Linked DNA regions of Pogona vitticeps: region 1 is linked to region 2. A link is a contact called in public Hi-C data. All regions are on one chromosome and are shown on one strand. The core of a region is the stretch at or near the end of the contact, and the rest is flanking DNA. Distances in the headings are between cores, read along the strand shown.

Region 1 (6,896 bases), core at 3,056-5,555, 220 kb after region 2:
AGGAGACGCCAGGATGGATGGGCAGAAGAGACTGGGGTTAAGGGCCAGGTCAAGGGGGGAACCAGGTGTCCCCCTGTGCCACCCACCCCTCCTCACAGCGGTAGGACCCATCGGGACGCTACAGAGGGAAGAGCCGTGTAGATTGATGGGCAAAAATATGTCTGAGGCCATTGTTGCTAGTGGACAAAGGTTGAGCCCAGGATCTGGTGGGGGGGTGGGTGGATGAGTGGGGGGTTTCCTGGCCGGTTCTGCTGCTCAAGCCCCTTTGCGCATTGTGATGGCCTTGGGGCCTTTGCAGGCGAATTTTCTGATCGCCTGAGTCCTTCGCTTTAGGGTTTTAAAACAGGGCAAAAGGCAAACACACACACACACACAGAGCCCTTTTGAGTGTTTTGCATTATGCCCCTGCCCCCCCCCCCAAACTGGTGGGCTGCCTCGGTGAACGAGGGCACAGCTCAAACCAAAGAGTTTTGTTTTTCTGTTTTTTTTAGAAAAGAAGGAAAGAGGAAGAAAGGAAAAAAAAAAGATTTTAAAAATATATATTCTGGTGGGGGGGGGAGGCTAGGCATTGTGGCCCGTGCAGGGAGGGGGGGTATTCTCCCAACTGGACGCCCGTTCCGGGGAGGGGCCATTTTTTAGCCCCGTGTTTGTGGTTGCGTGTGTCCGAGGGGCTGGAAGGGCGCCTCTCCTTGCAGACGGCGGTGGGGTTGGAATTCACCTGCTCGCCCGCAATAAAGGTGACTTGCTTTGGAAGCGTGGCGTCACGGCTCGTTCTTTGCGGTTATTCTGGGAGGACTTTCTCAGGCACCTTTTCTGTGGTGACCACGGAGGGGAAACCTCAAAGGCAGGGCCGAGGAAGCTGTGGCCCTCCAGGGGGTTCCATGGGGCGGCGGTGGGGGACGGCTTCTGAACAGACCCACTTCCAAGATCTGACGCAGCCACTTTCGATAGGCTGCAGAATAATCAACATCGCATCTTCTGAGCATCTGGAACACCGGCCGGGGTGTCTTTCACTTTGACGGGGACCCGGGTGCAGCTTTTTTGCATGTGCTGCCCAAGGCCTGCAAAGAAGGTACTACGGACAGCAACCAAGAGCTGGGATCCGTCCTTCGTCCATTTCTCTACAAACAGGCGCCCTGCCTTTCTCTTCCCCTGCGCCGAGAGCAGGATTTGCAGCACCTAAAACCACAGCAAGCGAGCGAAAGTAACACAGGGAGCAGTCCCGTTAACAGGAAAGCGACCTTAGGAACAAGGAGAACATATAAATAATGATAAATAAAAAAGCATAGGGAACCACGCCTTTAGAACCACTTTTCCCCGCCATCAGAGGAAGACTATCCGAAAGGCTGGGATCGACAGGGATCTAAGAATTACACAAAGCTCTCGGGGGGGGGGGGGGCTCCTTCGGGAGGTGGAGGGCAACGGTGGTTTGGTTCCTGCCTTTGCGCCGCTTGGCAGGAACTTCTCAGCTCACGGCCACCTCTCGAAGGAAATCAAGAAACATCGGCAGAGAGATCCATTGCTCTCGCCCTGGATCTCTCTGCCGAAAGGCGCCTGCCGACCCCAGGCCCAGAGTATGGCTGAAGGAATGCTTTGGAATATCCTCCTCGAGAGGACCGAAGGCAGCTCACAATATTAAAAAGCCGACAAACTGACATAACAACAGCAGCTCCTCTGTTTTTAGGAACCCCCTTTAGGCAGCCGGTTGCTGAGATAAAAAATCTACCCTTCTCTGGAGGGCTCCGCTTCCTCCCCCCTGGGGTAACTCCATGGGGCCATCCAGGTGCTGCAGAGACCGACTCCCGGACGCTCCAACGGGCATAAACCAGGACCAGGCTTTCTGAGAACCAGAGGTCTATTGCAGCCGTCCTCCACGGGGGCCAGATCCTCCCCTGGGGGGGGGGGAAGGAGTGTCCGCTGGCACACCTGAAGGGGGCCACAGAGCCACCCATTTGCACGGTTAATCTTGTTTGCACACAGCTGAGCAAGATCTCCTTCAAAGAACCATCCCCCCCTACCCCCCCAAAAAAGGTTGAGCATAGCTGGTCTGTAGTATCTGGATGAACAGAAGAATTTCGGGCTCATTTCTTCTTCTGGCTGGACAGAATTATTTTTTGGTGGGACAGGAGGAGTCGGAGGGAGTCGGGATATGACATGGTGGCAGCCCCAGGCAGCTGCCTTTCGTTCCGGTCCCACGTTTTGGCCACCCTTGTTCTTCAGCCATTGAGCCAAATGGCCCTCCTGAGTACAAAGCTTTTGGTCAAGAACAAGAGACAGAAGGTCAGCCGAGCCCCTCTTGAAAAGCAATGGTAGAACCGGGGGGAGGGGGGGGCCTTCCTGAAAGTGCTGCTTGCGGCCTCCAGAGTTGCACGCTCAGCACAGCGTCATGGCCAGAGGGACAGAAAGGGACTCAGGAGGCCTGCGATGGTGTCCTTGCACCACTGTGCCACCCGCTGCTCGGCTCACCCCAGGCGAAGGCATTCCATCTCAGCCCAGAAGGTTTGGTCCAGGGCAGACTATCAGGGGCTGAGCTTAGAGACGTTATTGTCTTGGACTACATCTCCCATCAGCCAGGCTGGCTGGGGGTTGGGACTGTGATCACAGAATCACGGAGCTGGAAGGGGTCTGTAAGGCCATCCAGTCCAACCCCCTGCTCAAGGCAGGAATCCCAAATCAAAGCAGATCTGATCATTGGTGGTCCCATTTACCTTCCAATGCCTCCAGAGTTGGAACGCTCATCACCTCCCCTTTAAGGTCATTGATTCCCTTTGTTGTACTGCTCTAACAGTCAGGAAGTTTTTCTTGATATTCAACTGAAATCTGGCTTCCTTTAACTTGAGCCCCTTGTTGTGTGTCCTGCACGCTGGGATGATCGAGAACCGATCCTGCCCTTTCTCTGTAGGACAGCCTTTCAAGGATCTTAAAAGTACTAAGAGTCATTCCATAAAAATAACATTTCCAAACCCTTCCTAGTGGGCTGTTAATCATGCATTCCAGAGCATGGAAATGTTCCTTTCTTCCTTTCCCTGTTTTCTTTCTCTCTCTTTTTGGACTACAATTCCCATGCCTGGCAAGGGGATTCTAGGAGTTGCAGTTCCAAAAAAAGGGGACACACACACACACACATTCAAGTCCTTGTTTCCTTCTACGACACCTTGGCTTCCCTATCCAGGCAGACGTTCTTTGCCCTCACCACCCTCCTATTTTTAAAAACACCTCATCAGCCGAGGAGACCTGGAGAGCTCAAAAACTATTTTTGTTTAAAAAAAAACACCAGTCTTTTTCTGGTATAAGCTTTTTTTTTTTAAAGAATGTTTAATAAAAATTTTAATAATTTTTTTTTTTAAAAAAAATCCTTTTGCTCCTGAGGCTGCCTTTATCCAGGCTCTACCCTGGGCCAGATGCTGGAATTGTTTTTCTCCGGGGGCCAAAATGGATGGATCAGAGCTTCCTTTCTTTCCAGAGGATGGATGAAACAGGCTTTCCCCCCCACCTTCTGAGATCAGTAGGAACGAGCTGCAGATGTTAACTTTCTCATTGTTCCAAATCACACTCCTGATATTTTATTTAAAATATTTTTACCCCGCCATTCTCCTTAAAAAAAGACCCATGGCAGCTTATACCAGAAAAAGACTGTCTTCAAAGCTAAAGCAGTGAGTACAAAAATAACTAACAAGGATCAAACAATTGGCACATAAAAAGGGTGAACAAATGCTCCACCAAAGACACATTCCGCCACACCACTCTATTGGTATTCCATCTACCCTTGGTGATTTATTTCTTCCTAGTGCTTTCTGAGCAGCTTTCACTTCACTCTCCAACTATATTATTATTATTTATAGTTATTATATTTATATGTTGCTGCTTATCTAGATTCCCAGTGTGGCGCATTGGATAGAGTGCCGGACCAGGACTCTGAGACCTGGGTTCGAATCCCTGCTCAGCCCTGGGAATTGACGGGGGGGGGGGGACCAGTGGAACTGATAAAACTAGTCCGTAAAGTATCTCACTTGCCGCTAAAGCCCCATTAGGGTCATTATAAGTCTCAGCACACACATAATTATCTAGCTGCCCTAATGCAGTTTAGAATACTGTAGTTTCAAATCGCATCACAAGCTTGCAGGGTTCCGTCCTCTGCCAGGGAGCAGGGCCCCGCATGCGCATACCAGACCGGGGGCCGAGTAAACCCGGAAGTCAATTGTTTCACACCTCTATATTTCGTATCTCTGCGGAGAAGATCACGGGCTGGCGGCTGCCTTAGGGACACGCATGCGTAGCCCGTAGGCACGCCCCCCTCCGCCTCACGCGCCTGCGCCTTCCTATAAGAGCTGGCTACGGGGACGCCTTGGGGTCATTATTAGCGTTTGTGCGTTTCGTCTGCCCGCGCTTGTTTCTCGGGGAGCCATGGCCGGCCGGGGGAAGCTGATCGCCGTCCTCGGGGACGAAGACACGGTGACCGGGTTCCTCCTGGGCGGGGTCGGGGAGCTGGACAAGCACCGCCGCCCGAACTTCCTGGTGGTGGAGAAGGAGACGGCCCTGGCCGAGATCGAGGAGGCTTTCCGGTGAGGGAGGGAGGGAAGGAGGGAGGGGGCGATGACCTGGGAACGGCGGTTTGGCGGGGCGGGGGGGAGAGAAAAGCCGTCGGAACAGCCGTTGCCGCGGCAACAGCGAGGAAGAGCCCACTAGGCTGGGAGGAATGGGGAGGGGGATTGAAGAAGGGGGACGCGACCATTCTGGGAGGACGACGCGGGGGGGAGTCGATGGATGGATGGAAGGGAGGGAAATAGCGGCGGCGGGGGGGCAGGAGGAAGAGACCATTGGCTGTTACGGGGGGGGAGGAGGAGAGACCAAACCATTCCATGTGAAGGGGGGGGTTTCCATAGCAGTTAATGGGGACTGGTGGAACTTGTGGGGATTCAGGAGGAAGAAGCAGCAGCCATTCCTCCCTCTGTATTTCATGGAAGAGCTGTAGGAAAGCACCAGAGTCCCCCCCCCCTTCCAGCTCCTCCATTTTTGGACGACAACTCCCAGAATCCCCCAGCCAGCTTTGCTGGCTGGGGGCTTCTGGGCGTTGTTGTCCAAAAATTAAATTATTCTGCCACCACCACCCCTGAATTCTCCTTAAAAATCCCCCTTCTCCTGTGACTGCTGGAGGCCAAACCTAGCAGCTGGAACCCAAATCCACTCCGCCCAAAGCTGGCTTGGGGGATTCTGGGACTTGCAGTCCATAAAATGGAGGACCTGCTGGAAGCTTTGGAGGGAAGCCAAGGAATCTCAAATAGGTGGGGTGGGGGTGCTTGGACCGAGCCTCCTCCCTCCATGGGGTGCTTTGAGAGGCTTGGGCCTGTGGGTGCCCCCCACCCCACCCCCCCAAGGGAGAGCTTCCCCTTTTGCTGCCAACACCTTCTTTCCTTGCTGGGCATTCCCGTGACTTATGAATCATTGTCACAGGAGAGGAAACAGAAGCGCCGTGGAGGAATCGAACACGCCTCTGCCCCCCGCAGCCCAGTTCCCAAGTCTGGAGTCAGGAAAACGGTCCCTTTTCTTTGCCCTCGGAACGAACCTCCTTGGCCTGTGAAGCAAGGACATCCTGCCGCTTGTCGTCTCTCGGCTTCTCCGAAGGGAACCGGGTTCAGCCCGTCTTGTGTTTACCCACAAACACCGCTGGCTTGTTCACGTCCTTCCACCTGGTCTCCCTGTCCTGCTTTATCTGGTGAAGACCGACCTCTCGTCACGGTGACCTTGGTGAAGCTTTTCACAGCAACGCTTCTCTGGCATGGCATGATTCGCAGAGCGGTTGCCGTTCTTGAGAGAATAAGGTCTCCTCTTCCGGCAGAAGGTCCTTCCGGGGCCTTGGTCAGGAGCCAGCCGGATTCCTCTCTTACTGAGCCCGGCCTTGACAGCGAGAAATCAGAAGTGGTTTTATCCATACCTTCTTCTCGGGTGGCAAACACGCTGCTTTCTCCATGCCTTACTGTTGGCCTTGTTTGTCATCAGGAGCTGGTAGAGCATGAAATGTGCCATCATCTGAAGGGCCTCCTTTCCCCCACTCTGGTTGAGTGGGTTTGACCCTCCGGGTGCTTCAGACGCCAACCAGCTCCTGGAAGCGCTAACAGACATAAACCAGGATCAGGCTTTTTGAGAATTGGGCGTCTATACTGTAATAATTGGATTGCTAAAGGAATGGCTGGCCTACGATGTGGAGGTTGAGTCGCCTGTGGCCGCATGCCCCAAGATGGGGTGTGGAACACGGGTGGGCGCAGGTGCTTGGGCCCCACACTTTACTCACACTGGCAGGGTCTTCCCTTAGGAGAGGAGGGCTTGGTTCTGCTCGGGAGGAGGCCCTCTCTTTCCCAATGGATCCCAGCCCCTCCTATTGGCTTGCAGCGGAGGCCTGCGCAGACTTTCAAGGTGGTATCCTTTATTCGGTGCGCAACCCAGGCTGCGGATTTCTTGCTATTTTGAGTTGCTTGCACCCTGACTTCTCATGCGGCCACTGGTCTTTGAGGCTGGTTGGCCGGATGGGGGGATATCCCAATCCAAAGTCGATTCCTCCAGTTCATACCAGACCAGGGCCCCGTGGAAATGGCTATTCTCAGGCTGCTCCCAGGAGGAGGGAAAGGTGAACCGCTTCTGAATATTCCCTAGTCCAGAAGAGCTTGGAAAGGTTTCCTGTAAGTCAGGATCGGCTTGATGGCACGCAGTTGCTCTAGCTGCTGTTAGCTCTGACCTGTTCTTTGTCCTCAGGGGTTTCCTGTCCCGTGACGACATTGGCATCATCCTCATCAACCAGTTCATCGCCGAGATGATCCGGCACGCCATCGACGCGCACACCAAGTCCATCCCAGCCGTGCTGGAGATCCCCTCGAAGGAGCACCCGTACGATGCCTCCAAGG
Region 2 (6,671 bases), core at 3,540-6,039:
AAAGTTTCTGCCAGGAACGGACACCTTTTCTATGCTAATGCGTCTCCTGCCCGATCATTGTCGGGGCCTCCTGGTCTACTCCTGTGTAGGGGCAAAGAGCTGCCCTTGACGATTCTGGGATGTTCAAAAAGGCAACTCTGCCTTGCACGAAAGCTTAGTCCAAGTAAGCCTTGTGAATCTTTCAGCTGCCAGAGCGGCTGTGGGTCTTTGTCTGTCTGTCTGTCTGTCTGTCTGTTTTAATACGGGCATTGCTGAAAGTTGGCACTTCCTTGGGCAGTGAGGATCTCTGGGAAGCCTGAAGAATTTTTTTTCCTCCCCAGGAGGGGGTCAGGGTAAAAGGTAAAGGTAAAGGTTCCCCTTGACAATTTTTGTCCAGTCGTGTCCGACTCTAGGGGGCGGCGCTCATCCCGCTCTTCAAGCCATAGAGCCAGCGTTTGTCCGAAGACAATCTTTCCATGGTCACATGGCCAGTGTGATTTAGACACGGAACGCTGTTTACCTTCCCACCGAGATGGTACCTATTTATCTACTCGCATTTGCATGCTTTCGAACCGCTAGGTTGGCGGGAGCTGGGACAAGCTACGGGCGCTCATTCCGTTGCGTGGATTCGAACTTACGACTGCTGGTCTTCTGACCCTGCAGCACAGGCTTCTGCGGTTTAGCCCACAGCGCCACCACGTCCCCTGCACATTATGCAACCCCCCCAAAAAAACAACCCTGAGTGGACCCTATGCACTAAGACAGCTCCTTGCGTAAGTGCAAATGCCGTTCTGGGGAACAGAGAACTTCCCCAGACGTCAACGGTGGGTTCATCCTCAATTGTTAGGAAAAGGGACCTGAAAGACACGTGCTCCACGGTCTTTCTCTGTGCAAGCACCTCGATCGCAGGTTGGACGAAGGCTGCAGGCTCACTTCCCACATCACGCCGGACCTGGCTGACCCCTTGTTTGTGCGTCAACGGAGCGTGCGTTGTCTGACACGCCAAGCGGAGCGGAGCCCCAACGTCCCATTCAGGTCTGCCTTCAGCCCTTGCACTGCTTTACGCAGGGGGTGGCGTACGGAGACATGCGCCGCAAGAAGGCTGGGATGATCTGCGGAAGCCCACGTCCCATCAAAGGGCTGAAATCCAGCAGTGCGTCACAGCTAGAGCAAGCCCATTGAATCCGTAGGGACTTGGGTGCGCCAAGAGGTTCCCCTGATTCAATGGGCCTGCTCCCGTTGCGAATTTGAAAATTCTGAAATAGGTCAAGAAGATGATAGTATTTCAAAGGGGGGGAAAAAAGAATGTCTTAGGTCCTGGCCCGTGACTGAAACCGAGGGCCATGCTTGGCATCTCTTCAGGTGAAAAGGTTGTAAAAAGCCTACCTTGAAGGTCTGGCTCTGTATGTTTTCTGCAACAAAACTACACCAGAGGAATAAAACATTCTGCCAAAGTCCCACACAGGCGGGGGCCAAGAACTATCATTGCCTCCACGCATTAACGGCATCTCTAAATATTAGCAGCACTGTCTGCTGCAGATGAAGCCACATGAGACAAAATCAGAAGGGGGGGCCCATGTACTGATCCATGATAGCATCAGGTATCTCAAAGTAAGTGAGCCCAGCTGCATGCTACGGAGCATAAAAGAGAAATCTGGTCAAGAAGATCACTAGCTGCTCCAACCAGAAAGGAAACCCTAATTCCTTAAATGTCCCAACGAAAGGGATATCCAAGTCTCAGGAATGGTAGGGCTCTTTGGGGGAAAGGTAAGGGGACCACAGCCAGGGGGCAAGCGGAGAGAGAGGCCGACCGAGCCAGCTTGCCTGGCACACTCTACCCGAACATTTAGGCTGTTCTAAGCATGGCTTCATCTGCAGGACTTTTTTGATTCAACGACATGCAAGACTCTGCCTCCATAACTCAGGCGCTCTGCCTCGACCTCCGGCCTTCCTGTCGCTTTCAACACATCTCCAAGAAAAATCAGTTTCTCTTCTGCTATTCCAAGCCGCCGGCCCTGTTTGTTCACCTGGCCCTGCGCTGAGGCCACTCACTTCTCCTTCCTCTTCTTCAACATCTGAAGAATTAATTAATTAATGCATTTCCGAGACGCATTAACTCCTTCGTGGCCTAAGAACGTCCGCAGTGCCTTTAGGGAAACCCACAAGTAAGGTGTCAGGACCTCAGCCCTCGGTTCTGAGAGCTGTTCCCCAACAAAGGATATTCAGGGGTACACTTCTCTTGAACATGAAGGTTCTATCCCCTACCACCCCACAATTTTATTACCTCTCTCGATAGCACAAACTGAAGTTATACGACAAACGCTTGTTGGATCGCCTTCGTTTTTACCTGATCTCTTTTCAAAGCCATGGAAAGCCCATCTCTTCTAGCAGAGAATCCCTCGAATTCATTACCGGCCCCGCGAAGATGCCCAAAGAAGAGATTGAAAGAGACCCAGGGTGCATCTTTTATGCTCCGCTCCTAGTTACCCATTTTAGGAAGCCTCTGTAATCAAAACGGGCGAAAGAACACACTGAAACCGCAACTGATCGCATTTCCCCGTGTTTGTCTTTCCACCACTTAAAAGATAAGGCACCTTTGCTTTTGGTCTTTTTATCTCCGGATTAAGCAGAGGAGAGATGGGATGAAGAACGCCATCATTATTGACATACAGGAACAAAATCAAAGCCAGAATCAGCGTTTGGCGAGGGAGGGCCTTGGGCGCCCGCCGGAGTTCAGCCAAGAGGAGACACAACCTCCTTGTGAAACGGTCCCACATCCAGATGCATTTATTTATGCATCAGTCCACGTGGCTCGCCTTTCCTCCAACCTGCTCAAGGTGGTGGACGCGGCCTTCCTATTCCATTTCCCTCCCTTCTTCATCACAACGTCCCTGTGAGGGAGGCTAAGACGCAAAGCGGAGGCTAGACCGCTCGCTATCCCAGTGAATATCCCCGGGAGTTCGGGAGGAACTGAATTCTGGACCTTTGGAGCAGGCACCAACCAGGGTTCGGACAAGCCCTTCTCTCCTGTGCTGCTTCTTGGACGCAGTTTTGGGACCCTGAATGCGAAATCACAACACACAAAAGTGCCTCTTTACGAACAGGCACCACAAACCACCTCCTGCCTTTCGAAAGGGCCGGGTGTGCATAAAATTATAGTCAATTCCTCGTGCGGTCAGACGTCCGGCTTTGCTGTTACGCTCAGAGCGACTGTTTCGAAATTTTATCCGTTCCCCTACATAAAAGCAGTTGTCATTTTAACTCGACCAGAGTCAGTGTGGTGTTACGGGCGGGGTGTCCGACTGGGTTTGAGGTGGAGGCCTGGGTTCAAATCCCAGTCCAGCTACGGAATCTCACTGGTGGGGGTTGGCCATTATAACATCTCTACCCGAACATCCAGCAAACCTCAATACCTGTGTGAGAGTCACAATAAGCCAGAAGCGGCCAGAGGGCACCGTTTGTAACGCCAGTGGGAGCATCCGCCAGTGGGAGCATCCACCATCATGCAGGGTTCCCGCTCCAAAGCCATGCGCTCTGCCCACCCGATCCATGAGAGCCAGAGAGCGAGAGGGGTTTCCTTGGCCAGGCGCTTGTGTGAGTTCTGGCTCCTGTCTTCAGACATATGGGGTACAATATGGAAGCAAAACGAAAGGGGAAACGGGAAAGAGCCATTTCATTAACCACAATGGCCACCCATGCGCTTTCCAAGGGCTGGCGAGCAGAAACCCGTAGAGCAACGACCGATACAGGAGGTCCTCAACAACGGGTCAAGAAATTCCTGGGGAATAAATAGTGGTGTCGTGCTCAGAAAACTGACCGCAAGCCCCCTGGCTAGGATTCCCCCCCCCCCCGTCCTCTTGGGATGCAGATGCATATGTCGGCGCTGCCCCCCATCCTTGTCAGAACCAGGTGCCCTCCCCAAAGGAAAGCTCTGGTCCCAAGCCACCCTTGGGGCACTCCTATAGGAGAGGCGCCTTGCAGAAGCCCCCACCACCACCACCAGCCGGCTTCCCCCCCCCCACCCCTCCAGGTGCACTGAATCACCTCTCCCATCAATCCCTAATAAGTATAGCCAGTTGGGGATGATAGAAGGTGTAGTTCCTTCCACCACTTTCACAACTCAGGAATCGGGGGGGGGGGGGGTTCGAGTGAAGGAGATCCGTTTTAGCCTTGAATTTAGGATGTTCCCCATTTTTTTGTTGTTGTTTTTTTAAGGGTAAAGGGCTTTGGTTGTTTCTGAAAAGGGGTCCCGCCAGCCGAGGAAGAAGCGGAGGCAGGCGGACGGGCGGGGGGGAGGGATGTGATTGACGGCTCCATCCCTCCACGATCCCTCCACGATCCGCGGACCCAACCGGTCCGGGGCGATCCTGAGCCAAAAGGAGAGCAGCCTCGGCGGCCGGTGCGATTCGGGTTTCCCCCCCCCTTTTTTTCCTTCCTCCTTTTTTTTCAAAATTGCAAAATGCGCGGAAAGTAAAAATGCGCGGAGAAAAAGAAAGCAAGCCCGGAGCTTTTACCGCCTTGACAAGGAGGAAATCAATGGGGAGAGGAGAGAGAGAGGAGAAAGTGGGGTGGGGTGGAAGGTCCGTGGGGGGGCGCATCCCCTCCCCCGTCGCCCCACAGAGACCCCCGCCCCCGCCCCCCCGCGCTGCCCACCTGGCCTCTCTCGTCGGAGCCCGGACCGGCTCGGCCGCCCGCGATCCCACGCCGCCCGAGGCAGGCGACGGTCCCCCAGCCGCTCCGCTCCGCTCGGCTCGGCTCCGCAGCCCCGGCCCGTCTTCCGCGGGGAGAAGCCGGCGCCGCCCCCGCCGCCCAGGGACGGAGGGACGGAGCCGGGGCCGCGCCTCCCTTCCGGACAGGAGAGCCGGCCCGGGAGACCCGAGCCCCGCTGGCTGGGAGATGATGGGACCTGGAGTCCCTTCCTTTCCCCCCCCTCCAAAAAAAGAAAAGAAGGGAACTTGACCTTAAGGGGCGATAGGGAGCAGCCGAGTGGCAGGCAGGCAGCGCCCCGCCCGCGACTCACCTGTCGGCACCTGGGGGCGGCGCCCCGCCTCCCACTCACCTGGGCCAGCAGGCCACGCCCACAGGCCCGCCCCCGCCCCGGCCTCCCCCGCCAGGAAACCAGCTGTCGCTCCAGGATGATGATGATGAGTAGTAGTAGTGGTAGTGGTAGTAGTAGTAGTAGTTCGTTTCGTTCGTTTCGTCGTGTCCGACTCTTCATGACCCCATGGACCAAAGCACGCAGTAGTAGTCAAAAACTCCAGGCACAGTCAAAATTATGAAAAACATTGACTAGTCTTACTCTTATTCTTCAAAAACTCCAAGCAGTCTATCAAAGCTATCAATGTATACACATTTAATGTTAAGTGTCATCATTATTAACTTTCCTTAATTAAAAAAAAAGGGGGGGGAGCTACAAAAGCATTGACTGGTATATAAGAGATACAAGTTTTAACCAAAAACCAAAGTATCTGTTAAATGTTGGCACAGTATGTGTACTGTTCCTATTATTATTATTATTATTATTATTATTATTATTATTATTATTATTATTATTATTATTATTATTATTATTATTATTATTATTGTCATCGTCATCGTCATCGTCATCGTCATAGTTATCATCATTCGAATTTCAAAATTCAGATTTCAACCAACAACCTAAGGATCCATTAAACACTGGCGCAGTATGTACGCTGTTTCTAATATTGCCAGGTTTTTCTAGCTCTGACGGTGTGATTTCTGAGATCTGCAACTGCTTATAACACTGTGTGTGATTTCTTGATATGGTTCCCAAAGCCCCAATGACGACGGGGACCCGTGAAGTAAGTCTCTTCCAGAGGCAAGAAGTTTCGATGGCCAGGACCACCTTAGTTTTTCCAATTCTTTATTTTCTGCTCTAGCATCCCCTTGAATTGCGATGTCTAAGAAACTCCTTCTGGATGTTCAGATTGTGACGCTAAAGCTTTACTTCTTCGTTTTGGAAATCCAGCGAGTCTCACGCCAATATTGCAAAGAACTGCAGAGCAGGAAGCGACCCCTTCGACAAGGAGGGGCCACCGTGTCCAACCCTCCTTTTTGCCAAAAGTGGGAAATCTGCAGCTAAAGCTTCCCCGACTGGTGGCCACCCTACCTCTGCAGGAAAACAGCTAAGGAAGCCGCGTCCGCCGGCCTCCGCGTCACATCCTCCGTTCCACCATCGAAGCGGTCTTACTCTCAATGGCCTCATCCCTCTGCTAGCACACACACCAAACACCCTCACCTTCCAGATGTTGAACGACTACGATGCCCATCAGCCCCAGTACAGCCAGTGGTGTGGGACGATGGCCCAGCAAGATCGGAGAGCCGGGGTCTTGCCATCCCCACCTTGTTAGGGCCAAAGAGCACGTCCGAACGTGGGGCACAAGCTTCCAGGTCCTCTCTCGCTCTGCACCAGGCCGGAGGTTGCTCCCACTCTGCTAAAAAAACACACAACACAAACAACAACAGAGGGGGGGCCTTGGAGTGGGAGCCCCCCACCCACAAATCTTGGGGTGTTGCACAATCAGATTTGTTGGTTCATGAACTGCCTCTAATTATTGAAGGGGATCAGGCTTTGAAAAAGTCATCTTTTAGACTTCTTGGTTTGGGGATTCTGGTTTCTGGTTTGGGGGATTCTGGGGGTGGTGGTGGTTTGTAGTCCAAAGGAGTGACAT

What was found. A called contact is a pair of places that touch in the nucleus more often than the background predicts.
Region 1: a Hi-C map of blood shows a contact between it and region 2, with 3 times the contacts expected there. The contact joins the promoter of ATP6V1F here to the promoter of IRF5 in region 2. A contact is called at or near these places in 2 of 2 Hi-C or Micro-C datasets (blood and muscle).

The regions. Positions count from the first base shown.
Region 1 is chr5:194,903,084-194,909,979 of PviZW2.1, forward strand. It overlaps ATP6V1F (ATPase H+ transporting V1 subunit F), which reads left to right and starts at 4,306. Exons shown (of 2, transcript XM_020812458.3): 1 at 4,306-4,562; 2 at 6,748-6,896. The coding sequence starts at 4,405. LOC144583190 (a long non-coding RNA gene) reads right to left here and starts at 6,152. Exons shown (of 2, transcript XR_013536847.1): 1 at 5,564-6,152; 2 at 403-1,179. FLNC (filamin C) reads left to right here. Exons shown (of 49, transcript XM_073002414.2): 49 at 1-753.
Region 2 is chr5:194,681,549-194,688,219 of PviZW2.1, forward strand. It overlaps IRF5 (interferon regulatory factor 5), which reads right to left and starts at 4,790. Exons shown (of 9, transcript XM_073002434.2): 1 at 4,633-4,790.